Regions from separate parts of the Mus musculus genome. Here region 1 is linked to region 2. Evidence: chromatin contacts called from public Hi-C data. All regions are on one chromosome and are shown on one strand. Each heading gives the region's core, a stretch centred on a gene start, on an enhancer-like site or on the middle of the called end of the contact. The rest is flanking DNA. Distances are from core to core; before and after follow the strand shown.

Evidence for each region. A called contact is a pair of places that touch in the nucleus more often than the background predicts.
Region 1: a Hi-C map of muscle stem cells shows a contact between it and region 2, with 1.9 times the contacts expected there. The contact joins the enhancer-like site here to the promoter of Zic5 in region 2. A contact is called at or near these places in 6 of 39 promoter capture datasets (the 3T3-L1 cell line, the HPC-7 cell line, cranial neural crest and 2 more) and 1 of 484 Hi-C or Micro-C datasets (muscle stem cells).

Annotation. Positions count from the first base shown.
Region 1 is chr14:122,749,559-122,757,063 of GRCm38.p6, reverse strand. The region is part of intron 19 of Pcca (propionyl-Coenzyme A carboxylase, alpha polypeptide); the gene reads right to left. Gm46489 (a long non-coding RNA gene) reads right to left here. Exons shown (of 2, transcript XR_001781478.1): 2 at 3,983-7,007. Among named protein-coding and RNA genes, the nearest start is that of Gm46489, 4.3 kb to the right of the region's middle. Within about 2 kb of position 1,288, at least 18 of the 459 cell types and tissues checked have an H3K27ac peak or open chromatin away from gene starts, as enhancers often do. A contact at or near this core is called in muscle stem cells, where this site is marked.
Region 2 is chr14:122,464,015-122,471,542 of GRCm38.p6, reverse strand. It overlaps Zic5 (zinc finger protein of the cerebellum 5), which reads left to right and starts at 5,885. Exons shown (of 2, transcript NM_022987.3): 1 at 5,885-7,528. The coding sequence starts at 6,226. 2610035F20Rik (RIKEN cDNA 2610035F20 gene) reads left to right here. Exons shown (of 5, transcript NR_045046.1): 4 at 1-152; 5 at 954-1,166.

The sequences.
Region 1 (7,505 bases), core at 39-2,538, 290 kb before region 2:
CAATGACCAACTTATGGCCTGGCTCCATCCATTATAGCCCTAGATGGTGTCATCGTTCAACATACTCTTTTAGTTTAAGCTTTCCTTGACTGTTTTAACTGACAGGTATTTCTGATCATTGAGTCAAATAAACTGCCACAATTATGCAGCATGGCAGCTGGTGGGGAGATGGGAAAGATCAGTTATGGCTGAGATCCAAGGCAGGAACCTCAGGTTGCCTGAGACCACAGATTCTTGGATGGAAACAAGACCCAAGAATGGTCTGTGACCTGTGGCACTGGAACACTAGTAAACTTCAACAGCCAAAGCTGATTTTATATTTCCTTAAAGGCCAAGGTAATATGCAACATAAAGGTAACTTTTGAGCTTTTTTATAAAAAAGCTTCTTGGATGTTAGCACCAAGAAGATCTGAAATGCAAACCACGCGCTCCTGGATGGAAAGCCTCTGAGGCCCCCGAGCTTTCCCATCAGAGCAGAGTGAATGTACGAGTACAGTCCTAGAGAATGTCACAGCCCTCAGAGATGTAACTGGGATGTGGACGGAGAAAAGATGCTAAGGTGGGGGAAGTACACAGAAGAGAGAAGAAAACATTATTGGGGGTAAGTGCAAGGAGCGAGCTATTCTATTGAAATGTGACAGTTTGCAGCTAATTTCAAAAGTACTAGCTCAGCACACTTTAAAGTCATAATGTACTGTGAAGAGCATCTCTTTTTTAAGATGTTTACTGAGGAAAATGCCATGACCTGTAGCATGGGTAAAATAAGCCAGAGCAAGCATCACCTGCACTGTAACAAAATTGGCTTTGTTTTGTGATTAACACTGGTCCCATTTCCAGGTTCTGGGTGTAACCTCATATGGGCACTCACACAGGCCTTATGCACAGGTTAGTGCCATCTTTTCAGTTCACTCACAAGCAAAATCTGGAAAGGCACAGCTGCTGTGGGGGTCTGAGAAGCAAGATCTATTCCACACATCTCATCTCGGATGGCCAGCCTAACCAGCCTGGTACAAAAGGAGCCTTGGTGGGGCCAGCTATGTTTGCTTAATAATAACAGTTGTATAAACATGAGGTCCTCTCAGTTAAAGGGAAACCAACATCAAAAAGCTGTAAAACATAGAACCCGAAACCCCTCTTTCTTTGAAGAAACCCGTTTGAAGCGAGGTGTTTCTAGTTATGGGTGAGTGGAATGAGAATTCAGCTGCAACAAGCGGACATCCAGTCCCAGGAAGGACTAATTAACTCCATGTGCGCAGCGGCATCTCAAGTCGCCTCACACATTTCAAAGAGAAGCCCTTGTCCGCCTTCTGCGAAGACATCAAAACACTCAGTGCAGCTGCTGCACATTGAGGCTCCATGACGATGATGTTGTTTTTATGGAATTCCAAGAGCTGAAAGAGTCATGCCAAGATTCAAAACTACCTCATCACTGAATCAGCGAGGGCAAGACATTCCCACTCATCACCACTGGGAATCCCGTGCTAGCCCCCGGGCCCACTTAACAACGCTTCTGGAAGGCCTCTGGAGGAAGATGGGAAGCCAGCATTTAAAGTGCTGTACACACTTGATAGTGTGTGGCTAAAACCTCAAGAACTGACATGATAGCATATTTAACTTTTTTCTGAACCACCAAACCAGGATTTTGATGTAAAGACTCTGGTAGTTGATGAAAGCCAGCAGAAGGAGATAAGAACTTCAAAATCATCTTTAACAAAAATATTCTACTTAACAGCCTTTACTCAGGCTATGAAGTAGTAAGAGAAACTTGTGGTGAGAATTTAGAACATTGTCCCAAAAGATTTAAGTACTCTTAATATTTTGCCCCTGAGGCTTCTCCTAACCTCATCACTCGTCGTGGCAGGCACATGTGGTCAGATGGGGCAATCACATTTTTACATAAAGACCAACAGTAGATGGACAAGGCCACAAAGTAGAAAAAAATTCCAACCCACCCTCCCACATAAGGTGTAGATAGAGAGATAAACCAATGCCATCCATACAGCAGCTAAAAGTCAGCTGTCGGGCTCAGAGGCCAAGAACTCGCCTAATACATGCCAGAAGCTGAATTCAAACTCTAGCACAACAGGGAAAGGAGAAATGGGTGGGTGGACAGTTGAATGGACAGATGAGTAGACAGACGAGTAGACAGATGACTGGCAAGGCTTCACCAGCAAGAGAGCCTGGTTTCTGGGATTGCACTCACTCAGTCATCATGAGCACATCACTGGGCCACCTTCCTGCCCTTGTGTGCTCTTTCAAGTGAAGAACTGGCCTATAGAAGCTAGATTCTGGTCAGGTCTGCATACATCCTGTGGTGCTTTTCTTCAAAAGTGGATTCAGGGAGGCACAGCTTAGTTTCAAATAAAGCTTGGTTTCTAACACAACTAAAAATTTCTTTGCCACTTTCCCCTACTCTCCAAATTTGAGGCATCCCATGACATATGAATAAATTAAAGCCAACTCAAAGGGAACTTTCCAGTACAGGATGAAAGCCTACACACAAGCACACACCTCTAGCACAGAGAGAAAGGCGAAGCATAGCAAAGAGTAGGGCAGATGGTTTGCTGATGTCATTACTTCAACACTGTCTGCAATATACACCAAATACTTCACACTTGGTAAGAGAAGTTACCCTATTATACAAAAAGGGAACACACCAGCACTCAAAAAGTACAGCTTGCAATCAACTTGTGCATTCGATTCCCACGAGTGCCAGCCAGGTACAGTCTGGCATAAGAAACACAAAGAGGATGAAGGTCCAGTTGCAGGGGAGAGTGCCTGCTTAGCACAAGACGTGGGCTCCAGCATAGCAAAGCAGTAAAACCTTTGAAAAACTTCACTAAAAAGTGAAGTGTGAAAATTAAAGTAGCTGAATGAAACAAAGTTCACAGCGGCCTCCTAAAGTCAAAGTTATAAGCCTGATGTACCAATCCAGCATGTATGGATTGCAGGTTTTAAATGTCCTGATTATCAATGTTGTTAAATACATTTTGTAACTAAATTAACCAAATACACAATACATACATAAGCACAAGCAGCTGTAACAGCTTCTAGAAGTTTGGGAAGCTCGCTCTATAGCCAAAGGGGTAGACATAAGCTACACCAAAATATGCACCTTGGCATATGGAATATTTTAAGCTTTAGGAATTAGAGAAATCACAGGTGCCGGAAAGACTCTCTGACCTTCCCTGAAGCAAGTCGGGAGAGAGTTTCCTCACTGCAGAGAGGCAAGAGCATCCTTCTGTTGGAAGCGCTGCTTACTGCCCCCATCTACCACCCTTAGTTTAAACAGCTCATCCTCTTGCAGTCCCCATGCCTCATGACTTAAAGTCAGTCTAGAACTTTTCTTTGTCTCTTCACTTCATTATGAAATCTTCTGTGTCAGGCTCAAGTGCTTTTATATAAATGTATGTGTTTTCCCCCTTGTTAACTTGCCTTTTGTTACAGGGGCCCAGCTGAGGCTTAGAAGGGTAGAAGAAAAAGATACATTTTCTCTACTACAATGGGCTGCAGAAAAAAACTCTAGATAAGCAGGTGATTTACTCAGATGAGCCAGCTGTCACAAGAACGCGGTTTTCTCCTTCTCACATGAAGTCTTTACACATGGGACCAATTCTGTCAATTAATTTTTTGGTAACTTTCCAGGTGCTCTGATGTCTAAATATAGTATTAATCTGCATTTTCTTTGCTGGTTACTTTTTTCCACTTGTACAATCAAAACTAATTAGCTTGAATATAATATTCTCCAGATTTGACTTTTAAAAAATGGAAATCCTGTTCTTTTTTAAATTGTTATTTATTATTATCGTGTGAGTGTGGGTGCACATGTACTGGATACACATGTGGAAGTCAAAGCAATTTTCAGGCATCAGTTCCCTCTTCCCACCATAGCATAAGAGATTAAACTCAGGTTTATCAGCTTTGCACAGCAAGCACTCCAAACCCCGAAATCACATTCTTTATGGAAGACAAAAACTTTTAGTTTTTTTTTTTCTAAAAAACAAAATCCAATACCATAAAACATCAAGGCCACTGAGATAGTTTAACAAGTAAAGATCCTTAATTCCACACCTGATGATCTGAGCTCAATCCCTAGGACCTCCTAGGTAGGAAGAAGAGGACCAACTCCCTCAAGGGGTCCCATGAGAGACATGTGCTCACAACACATAAATACACATTTAAACCCTTTAGATTAACACATTTACTTTGTCCTTTTTATTGTTTAGAGTATGAAGAAATTTGAAATATCAAAATGTCTTAGGGTTACTATTGCTATGATGAAAAGCAACTTGGGAGGAAAGGGTTTATTAGGCTTACACTTCCATAGCATTGTCCATCACTGAAAGGAAGCCAGGACACACTTGAAACACAGCTTATTGCAGAATCTCAGGAAACACTTCCAAGAAGATTTCACCCCGATGATGCTGGGCTATTCCTAATCATTGCTAATCTCTCAGGTCCCAGCTGACCAGCATCAATGTCAGTAAGGCACACATTTCACACCAGCAGTGCTAGTCTCTTGGTGATAACAGCTGACTCCTCAGCCCCAGCTGATCAGAACCCCAAACCTTAATTCAAAATAGCAAGTGGCCCCTAACAGAGTCTTTAAACTTCCCTCTGAAACTTCACAAACCAGGCTTCCATCTTATGCACTGCTCTCAACATTCTTGTCTCCAAAGCTCCTATAGAACAGTCCACTAAACTCTCCACACTCAATGGCTTTTCTAGCCCTAAATTCCAAAGTCCATCCACAATCCTTCCAAATGCAACATGGTCATGTCTGTAACAGCAATATCCCATAATCCTGGTACTAACTTGTCTCAGTCAGGGTTTCTATTGTTTTGAAGAACACCATGACCAAAAAGCAAGTTGAGGGGATGAAAGGGTTTGTTTGGCCTTACATTTCCATGTCACAGTTCATCATCAAAGGAAGTCAGGCCAGGAACTCAAATAAGGCAGGATCCTGGAGGCAGGAGCTGATGCTAAGGCCATAGAGAGGTGCTGCTTACTGGCTTGTTCAGGCTACTTTCTCATAGAACCCAGAACCACTAGCCCACCCACAATGGGCTGGGTCCTCCCCCATCAATCACTAATTAAGAAAATTACCTATGGGTTTAGATCTTATGGATATTTTCTTCATTGGGGTTTCCTACTTTTCAAATGAGTTTAGTTTGTATCAAATTGACATAAAACTATCTAGCACACAAAGAATATAGGGTTGTGGGTTGTTTTTTTTTTTTTCCCAATAATGTGTGTGAGTGTATATCTGTATAAAGAGATGTATACATGAGTGCAGTTGCCCTGCAAGGCCAGCAGAGGCCAGCAGATACTCTAGAGCTGGAGTTAGCAAGTGGTTGTGAGCGGCCTAATGTGGGTGCTGGAAATAGCCTCCAGTCTTCTCTAAGAGCAGTATGTGCTCTTAACTACTGGGCATCTCTCCATTCCTGACAAGTGTGCTCACCATACCCTTTCAGTAACCTAAAGTTATTTAAGCATTTTATAATTCTAAACATATTTCATTTTGGAGTTTGTCTTCAAAAGTGATTACATGATACTCTGTAAAAATGCATTTGAAGGGGATGAAAGATGACTCTCCAGGTGCTTGCTGTGGCCAGGCATAGCCACCTGAGTCTGATCCCAGAACCTACATAGAAAGAGGAAACTCACTTCTAAAAATTGTCTTCTGGCTCCCATACCACCACTGTGGGATATATACAGAGACAGACAGGCAGGCAGGCAGACAGGCATACACACACACACACACACACACACACACACACACACACACACAAAGTAAGTATAAAATAACTAAATTCATCTCACCACGGTAAGGTAAAATACACTGTCAGAAGTTAACCTATTAGGCCCTAATAAACTTTGCTAATAACAATGTTGAAATTTTAATTAAATATGAAAGATCCATATACTTTTCAATGTAAATATTTTTCAAAACTTGACAGGATAGCTTAGTGACACTGATTTCCACAGCATGTGTGAGGTCCTGAATTACCCACAGCAACCAAGTAAGTTTACTAAAAATACAACAGTAATCAAAACATGCCATCTTTACAACATATTAATTTGAACACTGTTTTTGTTGGTCAGTATCATTCTCTACAACATACCTAATATATTTTGCATATAAGAGATGACCAAAATGATAAATAACTTTAGAATAAAATAGAAACCCATAGCCTTAAATTGCTGTCAGGTTGTGCTGTGTTTACCCCCCCCCCCCACACACACACACACACCTGTCCTCTGGCACATGGACCAACCTCCTGTCCAAGATCTAAGCACACAACTCATGCTGCACACACTCCTGAACTAGAAGCTCAGAAGATGTTGCACCTCAGCCTCTTTTGTGGAAGTCATTTCTCTCCAGTGTCAAGCAGCACTTCATGGCCACCACGCTCCTCCTTTTAGTCCTCTCCATCAGAGCAGCCTCCAGAGGAGGATAGACTGATATTTTCCCTCACTTCCATTTCCACCTCCACCTCCTCCAACCTCTCCCCACCTCTTAATCTTCAAACATTTCTTCCTTGTGGCCCCACTATTCACCTTAAGAAAGCCCCACCTGAGTCCTACCTGAGCACTAAGATGTGTGTTCTTTCACACCCAACTCACCTTTCTTATGAGTCACTCATGCACACTCCTCCTATCTCAACTTCAATATTCCATCTTGTCTTCATGACACCATTGAAATGGACACAGCTCAGTTTTCCTTCTTCTGCCGCTGCTTCAATGCTTTGAACCAGGGTGCTCTGGTTCTTTACATTGCTTTTTGTCCAGTATTCCCTATCCCTTGTTGACATCTTTGGTGGACCACAGGTCTGACGCCTCCTTGGCCTCTTCTCTATTTCCCATCCTTCAACTTGTTTCTGTGCAACTGACAGTCAAACTTCTGTGGACACCCTTGGGCCAAAGAACTTCACTCACAGCAACCCAGTGGACAATGCCAGGTTCTTCCAACAGGTCTGCAGTCACCTTCATTATCTCTGATTCCTCTGCACACATTTTAGCAAATGTCACTGTCATTCAGCCAGCTGACAGATACCCTGAGCTCCTCTTTGTCTTCATCACAGAGCTGTGCTGAGATGGCTTACAGCATGAACTCAAGAACCAGAGCCAGATTCTCACCTCAATGCCTACTTGCCACTAACTTCTGATGCTGGAAAGGCTGTTACTGTCTCTGTACCTCAATATCCTTCCATAAGACTCACACCTCCTCCATGCACAGCCCTCCCCAACTCCAATCATGCCTTTCTAACTTATTCCTTAGAAGGGAAACACAGTGGTCCTTCTAACCCAGATCACTGTCAGGTGTCCTGAAGAAAAGCTTTCTGTGATCTCTACTGCCTTTCAGACCAATCCCAAAGGCCCACAAGGTCAAGTGGCATCCACAGGTGTGAGGGAGGCTGTTTAATCCCACCTCCCCCTGCCTGCCTTTGGCCCCAGATGCCACACGTACACATACACACAGTTTCATCCATTCCCTCAGTTTA
Region 2 (7,528 bases), core at 4,636-7,135:
GGATGAGGTGAAGCAAATTCCACAAACATCCCAGCAATCATGAGCAACTCCTTTTGAATGGTGTCTACTGTGATCTCTTATAGCGTGATGTGCACATACATACAGAAGAATAAATGCATTGCACTTCACCCACTGTGTTCTCACACACAAAGGTATACATTGTGGGAAAGGAGACACCAAATACAAACAACTTGGCTATCCACTGAATATATTATTGTGACTCTTGGCCCCAGTAACACTCCAATTTTTTTCCCTTAAAGAAAGGTGTAAAAATGGGGGAGAGAAGCTGTGAAGAAGAGTATGTAATACATTGTAGCTTAGGCCAAAATAATAACTAACATAATAATAATTTCCTTTTCTACAAGAGTTCTAGCACCACCTCCATCTAGCACCACCTCCATCTATATTAGAGGCAAAAATCCAACAAGATAATCAACAGGATATTAAGTTGAAGGTTACTTTTGATTCTGCTTTCTCAGCTATTACTGAGTTGGGTGACCCCCTGATACATGAAAGACCACATGTGTGCTCTGGGAAGCCCCCTCTATAAAACCCACATAGAACAAAAGCCTTTTGACATGACTTTAGAAAGGTATAATGTAAGAGGAGAGGAAGTTGTGAAAATCCTAGCCAAAGCTGTAACTGTTAAATAACATTAGGAAGGAGGCTATGAGAAGATCTCATAAGATAAAGCTCTTCCATGGCTTTGTATCTTTTCTCTTTATAATTAAACTCTGTAGTTCGAGCGGATTAAAAAAAAAAACCTCAATATAAAATATGTGCCCACCAGTAGTTTATTGACAGAGATGAAAATACTTTTGTACTTGTCAGAAAAGGGGAGAAGAAGCTAGAAGAACCCAGCCCACCCCCACCCTCCCATACTGGGTGACAGAAATTGTGATTTTGGAAAAAGAAAACTAATTTTCCTTGCTTCATCTCCTCTTTTTTGATAGGAATGTTTTCCATGTTGAAAAGAAAAACCCAGCCAAAACAACAATAAAAAGAATCAACACAAAAATCCAAAATCCAGGAGGCTCTAGTTTATGGGAACAGGAATGCATTTAATTATTTCAAAGATTGTTACCTTTGGGCTTGTGGGCAAACCTAGGGATTGAATACTGTCTACAAACAAGCAGCTTTCCAATAAAGTGCAGTATTATTGCAGTAGACTTTGTAATACAATTTATGCTGTCATTCATAAATAATAATGCCATATGTCAACCATATTGCTTACACAAGTAAAAGCATCAATGTGTCACTATTTGATTTATCTCAACAGCTTCTCTAAATATGAAGTGTAGATACTGAAAGGGATGCTGTTTTGTGGGGGAACAACATTCAAATTTTGAAATACATATCTGCATTGAAGCTTCTACTCTCATCGTTATCTGACTTCTAAGAGAGTCAAGGATGAGAGATGAAGAAAAGTTCATTTCAGACCTAAAAAAACAAAAAATTAGTCTGTTGTGTACCTTGGCCATGTAAAACATTTTGTGACTCTTACTTGGACCGTCTGAGTATATTTTGAGATATATCGATGTGTTTCTCAAGAAATTCCCAATCAGAATGGTCAAATGAAGGTCAAAGGTTTTCTCAAACAACCTCTATCTTTAATTGTAAAAATAATTTTGAACCAAATGGGAATATTTGATCACAGGCATATTTTACACAACTTATCTTTGGTACTGTAAAAGTAAGCTCCCCCCCCCCCCAACAGCTTTTCAATGCAAACGTCAAGTGGCTATAGGATTGGGCCAGTTCTTTACTATCTAAAGGATTTGAACAAGACACACACACACCACTCCACCCCCAACCCAGCATTTTGGTCTCAGGAACGTTCGTCTCCCCAGCCTTATCATACCCTTGAATGTGTGACAGGGATCATAAACCTTAGCATAAAGTACATTTTTAGCTACCCCTTGCACCACACGAGTCCGTAGACCCTGATGTTTCTGAGTTCAGGAGGAATGGGAAAGAGGCAATCCTCAGAGAAATGCTCAGAGGTCTGCAAGTTGCCACTGGATGATTTTGAGCACCAAGGTCTCTGAGCCCAATCGTAGCCCCCGTGCCAGATTAATCTCAGTCGCGAGGACGCCAGAGTGAAGAATCTGGCCCCTGTCGGAAAAGGATGGGGCGAGCGTGTCCAGAAGAGTTGACTTTAGACTTTGCTGACTCCATCCAGACCTTCCTGTCTTGGATGTGATGTAGTAAAATCCCTGGAACCCACAGTCGTCATCTCTTCCTGCCTGGACAGAGCTCCGCTAAAACGAAGATTTGCTGGTCCGTTTGCCTTGCTGGCTCCAGCTTGTAGAAAAATCTTGGTGGACTATCACTACCATCCCTAGTGTCTCACAGCAATTTCCACCCTGCGTGGCTTAAGCACCCCTGGGCACTCCCGCCCAGTTTCTACTGTCCTCCATGTGTGCCCCGTTCGCCCTTGAACCCGTCTCGGGCTTAACCTGAAGGGCCTTAGACTTTACAAATCCAACCGGCACTTAGCCCTTCCGCAAGGAGGCCGCTTCTCAGAAACCACGCGGGACTGGCGAGTTGTAAAGCAATTGCAAGGGCAATAAAAAAGGCATCTCGGTGGGTCTCCCCAGTTCCTTTCTTGTTCACCCCCGTCCCCCAAATGTCTCCCCCCCCCCCACCGCCCGCCCTCTTGGAGAAACAATCAAACAAAGGCTCAAAAGCCAGGAAATGTCCAATTCACTTCCCTTAGAGCTTATTAATTGCCCACACCCATCGTAGGAAACTTGACTGTGTTAAGTGAGGCACGGACAGCACCTGGAACTGGGAGACACAGCCCTCCCTCCCGACAGCGGGAAGCCAGCCTCAGAATCCCCGAGCACCAAGTTCTGTGGCCTTTAGGAAGCTAAGCAGCAGCGTGGCTATCGGGTTCTAGCCAACTGGGGATTGTCTGTGCCTTCCACCTCCCCGCGTCTTTGTTTGGGGAGCTGAAAAGATGTTGGGGTTCCTAGAGCAAACGTGAGGTCTGTAAATCCACGGGCCCCAAAGCTCTTGTTGCCTCCAGCACCGATATTTCCAAGGTTTGCTCTGCCTTCATACAAGGGCCTCTACAGCACAAAGTGCAGATTAGGGCACAGGTTTGGGAAAGTGGTCCTAAAGACCAGTTCCACCATCAGAATAGGCTAGTTCCACAGAAAAGGACAGAATTTGCATGAATACATCTATCACTCCCTGCTTTGGAAACCAGTACATTATTCACTTCAACGCTCTGGAAATTGTTGTTTTTTTAGGAAGTGTCTAAGACAGTTATCGTGTCCTTAGAAAGTCGGGATTTAAGTGCGTTTCGGCTGGCTCCCAAACAGCTGGAAAAAGAAACAGCGCACCTGGGGTCAGGCAGGTCATCACAATAACAAAAAGGGCGTCTACAAAATAAAAAGCCCTTTTATAAAGCAAGGCAATTCCGGAAATCCACAGTGAGCCTTCCTGATGACCAAGTAGCTAGGCCTATTCTCAGGTTTAATTGGCAGGCGGTTTATTGGCGCCTTATTGGTGGTGATTGAAATTTTGCTCCCCAGCCCTTTCTTTTAAGAATTAGCATCTCAAGTCGATTTACCTGAGTCAATTATCTTTTTAGGGTCTGGGTTTGGTCATGAATTTGAATATTCATTCAACTCACTTTGTAAATATTCCCTTTCTAGTCACCCACCCAAATCTCTGTTATTTTCTAAGAAAGTAATTTCTTTCTTTCTTTTCTTTCTTTTTAAGGCTCCCATAAAAAGAAATTGATTAGGGAGCTATATTTGAATTAAGACATATTAAATCGATGACAGATACATATCATGCTGTGTTTAACAAGAGTTGTACAAGGAGGCGGGTTCCAGATTCCACACAGCCCTGCTGTAGCATTATTCACATTTTTTACAGCCTTTCCTTCATGCCTCCACCCATTAAGCCATTACATTTCAGCAATTCAATAAAACAAAGCAGTTATAATTTTGACAAAAAGCTATTTTGAAGGGGCTGAAGGTACCCATTTTATTGCACAATAAAATTGCTCAAATGGTCTATATTATAAACTAGGTTGCACTTATTTTCTTTATTCACTTTTTGGGTTTGTTTTGTTTTTGCTGATAACCTGCAGGAGTGAACTCAGAACTGCCATTACTGCTGACATGGATGTTCATTGCCAAGAGGTTGGAATAAAGGAAAATCATTTGAAATGTCCTTCAAGGAAACGAAGACAGTGGTAGTAATTCCCAACATGACACTCCCTTTATATACTATCTATGCAGATGGTACTGTGCTCCACCAACCTTCCTATGTCTGGCTCGAGATGTTTAAATCTCCCAAACAAGTTATCATCAAAGAATTCTCCTTCCCAAATATAGATGTGGATTTGATCACTGACACTGCGTGTGTGTGTGTGTGTGTGTGTGTGTGTGTGTGTGTGTGTCTTTCTACTTATGCCCTTTGCATTTTCCCTAGATTTTAACTTCACTTACAATAAAAGAAAAAGGCATTTGGAATGTGATGGCATGATTGTCTTTGTTTGCTTGTCAGCTTTATAAGAGAAATGGCATTCCCAAGGTTCATAGGGAGACTACTTTCTGCAGATGGCTCACACCGATGTCAATGGCACTCGCAAATCAACTCTTTTGAAATAATACTTATTTCTTTTGAGGACTATGATCTGATGACAGCTTTGGGGGTGGTTGATCTTTCGTACTGCAAATGAATTAAGCTTAAGTATGGTATCTTGCGTTCCTGTCCCCCCCCTTCCACTCACCCCATACTCCACCTCCAGATGTGTATGGGGTCACATCCGACTCCTATTGCTACTTTATAATTTAATTGAAGGTAGCAAAAATATTTTTGCTCGAATTTGAGCATTTTAGAACATCACAAGATTAAGAATATTTTATTTTTAAACAACAGAGGACACTTTGGGAGATTGAAATTCCGAATCAATGAGGTCTCAGGGACAGCATTCAAAAACCTGGGCCATAGGATCCTAGTTTTTAAATGATTTTCAAGCATGGCATTTCAGTTTAAGGAGGAAGTTTATTTTATTAATAAATAAAGACTAGATACTTATTTTTTAACTATTGTATTTGGTCTATTCTAGCTTGTGGTCCTTTCAGAGAAACCGAGGCACATATGTGGCATGCGTTCTGGGCAAGGAGGAATTTTGCTTAAAAAGACATCTCCTATTTAAAGGCTTACACTTAGGAGAGTAGCCATTGGGCCTTCCCTGACACTGTATCTCTCTGAGAGGCAAAAGTTCGAACCGCACCCCACCCCGCCCACCTCCTCCTCCGTGAGCTCTAATTGGGAGTAGCAGATCTAGAACCCACTCGTAGTGTGAGGTTAGGTCCTCTGAACCATGTCGAATCCATGAGCTAAAAAGTCTAAGCAAGACTGTTCCTTTGGGGAAAGATTTATTATATATTATTTTGACTTTGGTAGTTTGCCGCGCTCCATCAAATTGTTTTGTGACCAATATAGTTTAATAATTGTCCTTATTACACCTACAGTCTGCACTCCACGTGGGCCCAGGGACAGACAGAGTCCATTTGATAAGTTTTTGGCACCGCTACAAATGCGATGGTCATTCAGTGCAGATGCATCCAGAGATTATCCAAGAGAAGAAGTAGAAAGAGTTCAAGTGAGTTCTTCATCTTCTTCCACCACCCCCCCCCCCAACCCCTGCCCCCTCGCTTTACCCCTGGTGGGGAGGTCCCATGACCTCTCTCATTCCCGTCCACTTTGGCACGGAGCTAGCAGACGCTCTGCGCCAGGCAGGTCGACCCGGAGACTGGCATTCGAAGGGGACTGAGCCCGGCGGCCAAGTGCAAACTTTCTGCAAGGGAAACTTAGGCATCTCAGGGGAAGCCGGGATGCAGAGCTCCAGGGGAAGAGGGGGCACGAAGTGAAAGCACAGGCGGTGTGGTACACGGGGGCGGTTTCCCGCTGGGCCCAGAGCCTGAACCAGAGCCAATCGCGCAGCCGAGGCAGCTGCCAATCACACGGCTCCCTCCAATCCCACCCGTGCCATTTCCAAAAACTCGGTCCCACTGTGCAGCTCAAATGTGGTGTTCACTCTGCCAATCGCTGGAGGATAGAGTGGGGACAAGAATAAGCAGCTAGGAGGCCCGGACACAAGAAGTTAAAGAGCCCCTAATATATACATGTTTTTGAAGGCGGGCAGAGGGGGAAAAAGTCCCCCCAGTGAGGGTCCATGGGCCTGATTGTATAGTTATGATGGAGCCCCCTTTGAGCAAGAGGAACCCGCCAGCGCTGAGATTAGCGGATTTGGCAACGGCTCAGGCCCAACAGCTTCAGAATATGACAGGCTTCCCGGTGCTGGTCGGCCCGCCCGCCCACTCCCAACGCCGCGCGGTCGCCATGCACCTCCACCCGCGGGACCTAGGCACTGACCCCGGCGTAGCCAGCACTGCGCTCGGACCCGAGCACATGGCACAGGCCAGCGGGCAGGGCCCCTGTCCTCCTTCCCAGGGGCTCCCCGGGCTGTCCCAGGTTCCCGCACCAGCCGCCCGCTCCGTGGCCTCAGGGACTCACCCAGGCGCCCGCACCCACCCCGACGGCGGGGGCAGCAGTGGCGCGCAGGCCTCGGCGCCCCCGCCTCCAGCCCCTCCTCTTCCTCCCTCCCAGTCCTCCTCTCCCCCTCCCCCGCCTCCTCCTCCTCCTGCCCTCTCGGGCTACACTGCCACCAACAGTGGCGGCGGCAGCAGCAGCGGCAAAGGCCACAGCAGGGACTTCGTCCTCCGGAGGGACCTTTCCGCCACGGCCCCCGCGGCGGCCATGCACGGGGCCCCGCTCGGAGGGGAGCAGCGGTCCGGCAGCAGCTCCCCCCAGCACCCGACCCCACCTCCCCACCCGGCCGGGATGTTCATCTCGGCCAGCGGCACCTACGCGGGCCGGGACGGCGGCGGCTCCGCGCTCTTTCCCGCGCTGCACGACTCTCCCGGGGCTCCCGGTGGCCACCCGCTAAACGGCCAGATGCGCCTTGGGCTGGCGGCCGCCGCGGCGGCTGCGGCCGAGCTTTACGGCCGCGCCGAACCACCCTTCGCTCCGCGCTCAGGGGACGCGCACTATGGGGCGGTGGCGGCCGCCGCGGCCGCCGCCCTGCACGGCTACGGAGCCGTGAACTTAAACCTGAACCTGGCTGCGGCAGCGGCGGCCGCAGCGGCCGCGGGGCCCGGGCCCCACCTGCAACACCACGCGCCGCCCCCGGCGCCACCGCCGGCGCCCGCGCCGCACCCGCACCACCCCCACCTCCCGGGGGCGGCCGGGGCCTTCCTGCGCTACATGCGGCAGCCAATCAAGCGGGAGCTCATCTGCAAGTGGCTGGACCCAGAGGAGCTGGCCGGTCCGCCGGCGTCCGCGGACAGCGGCGTCAAGCCCTGCTCCAAAACTTTCGGCACCATGCACGAGCTGGTGAACCACGTCACAGTGGAGCACGTGGGCGGCCCGGAACAGAGCAGCCACGTCTGCTTTTGGGAGGACTGTCCGCGCGAGGGCAAGCCCTTCAAGGCCAAGT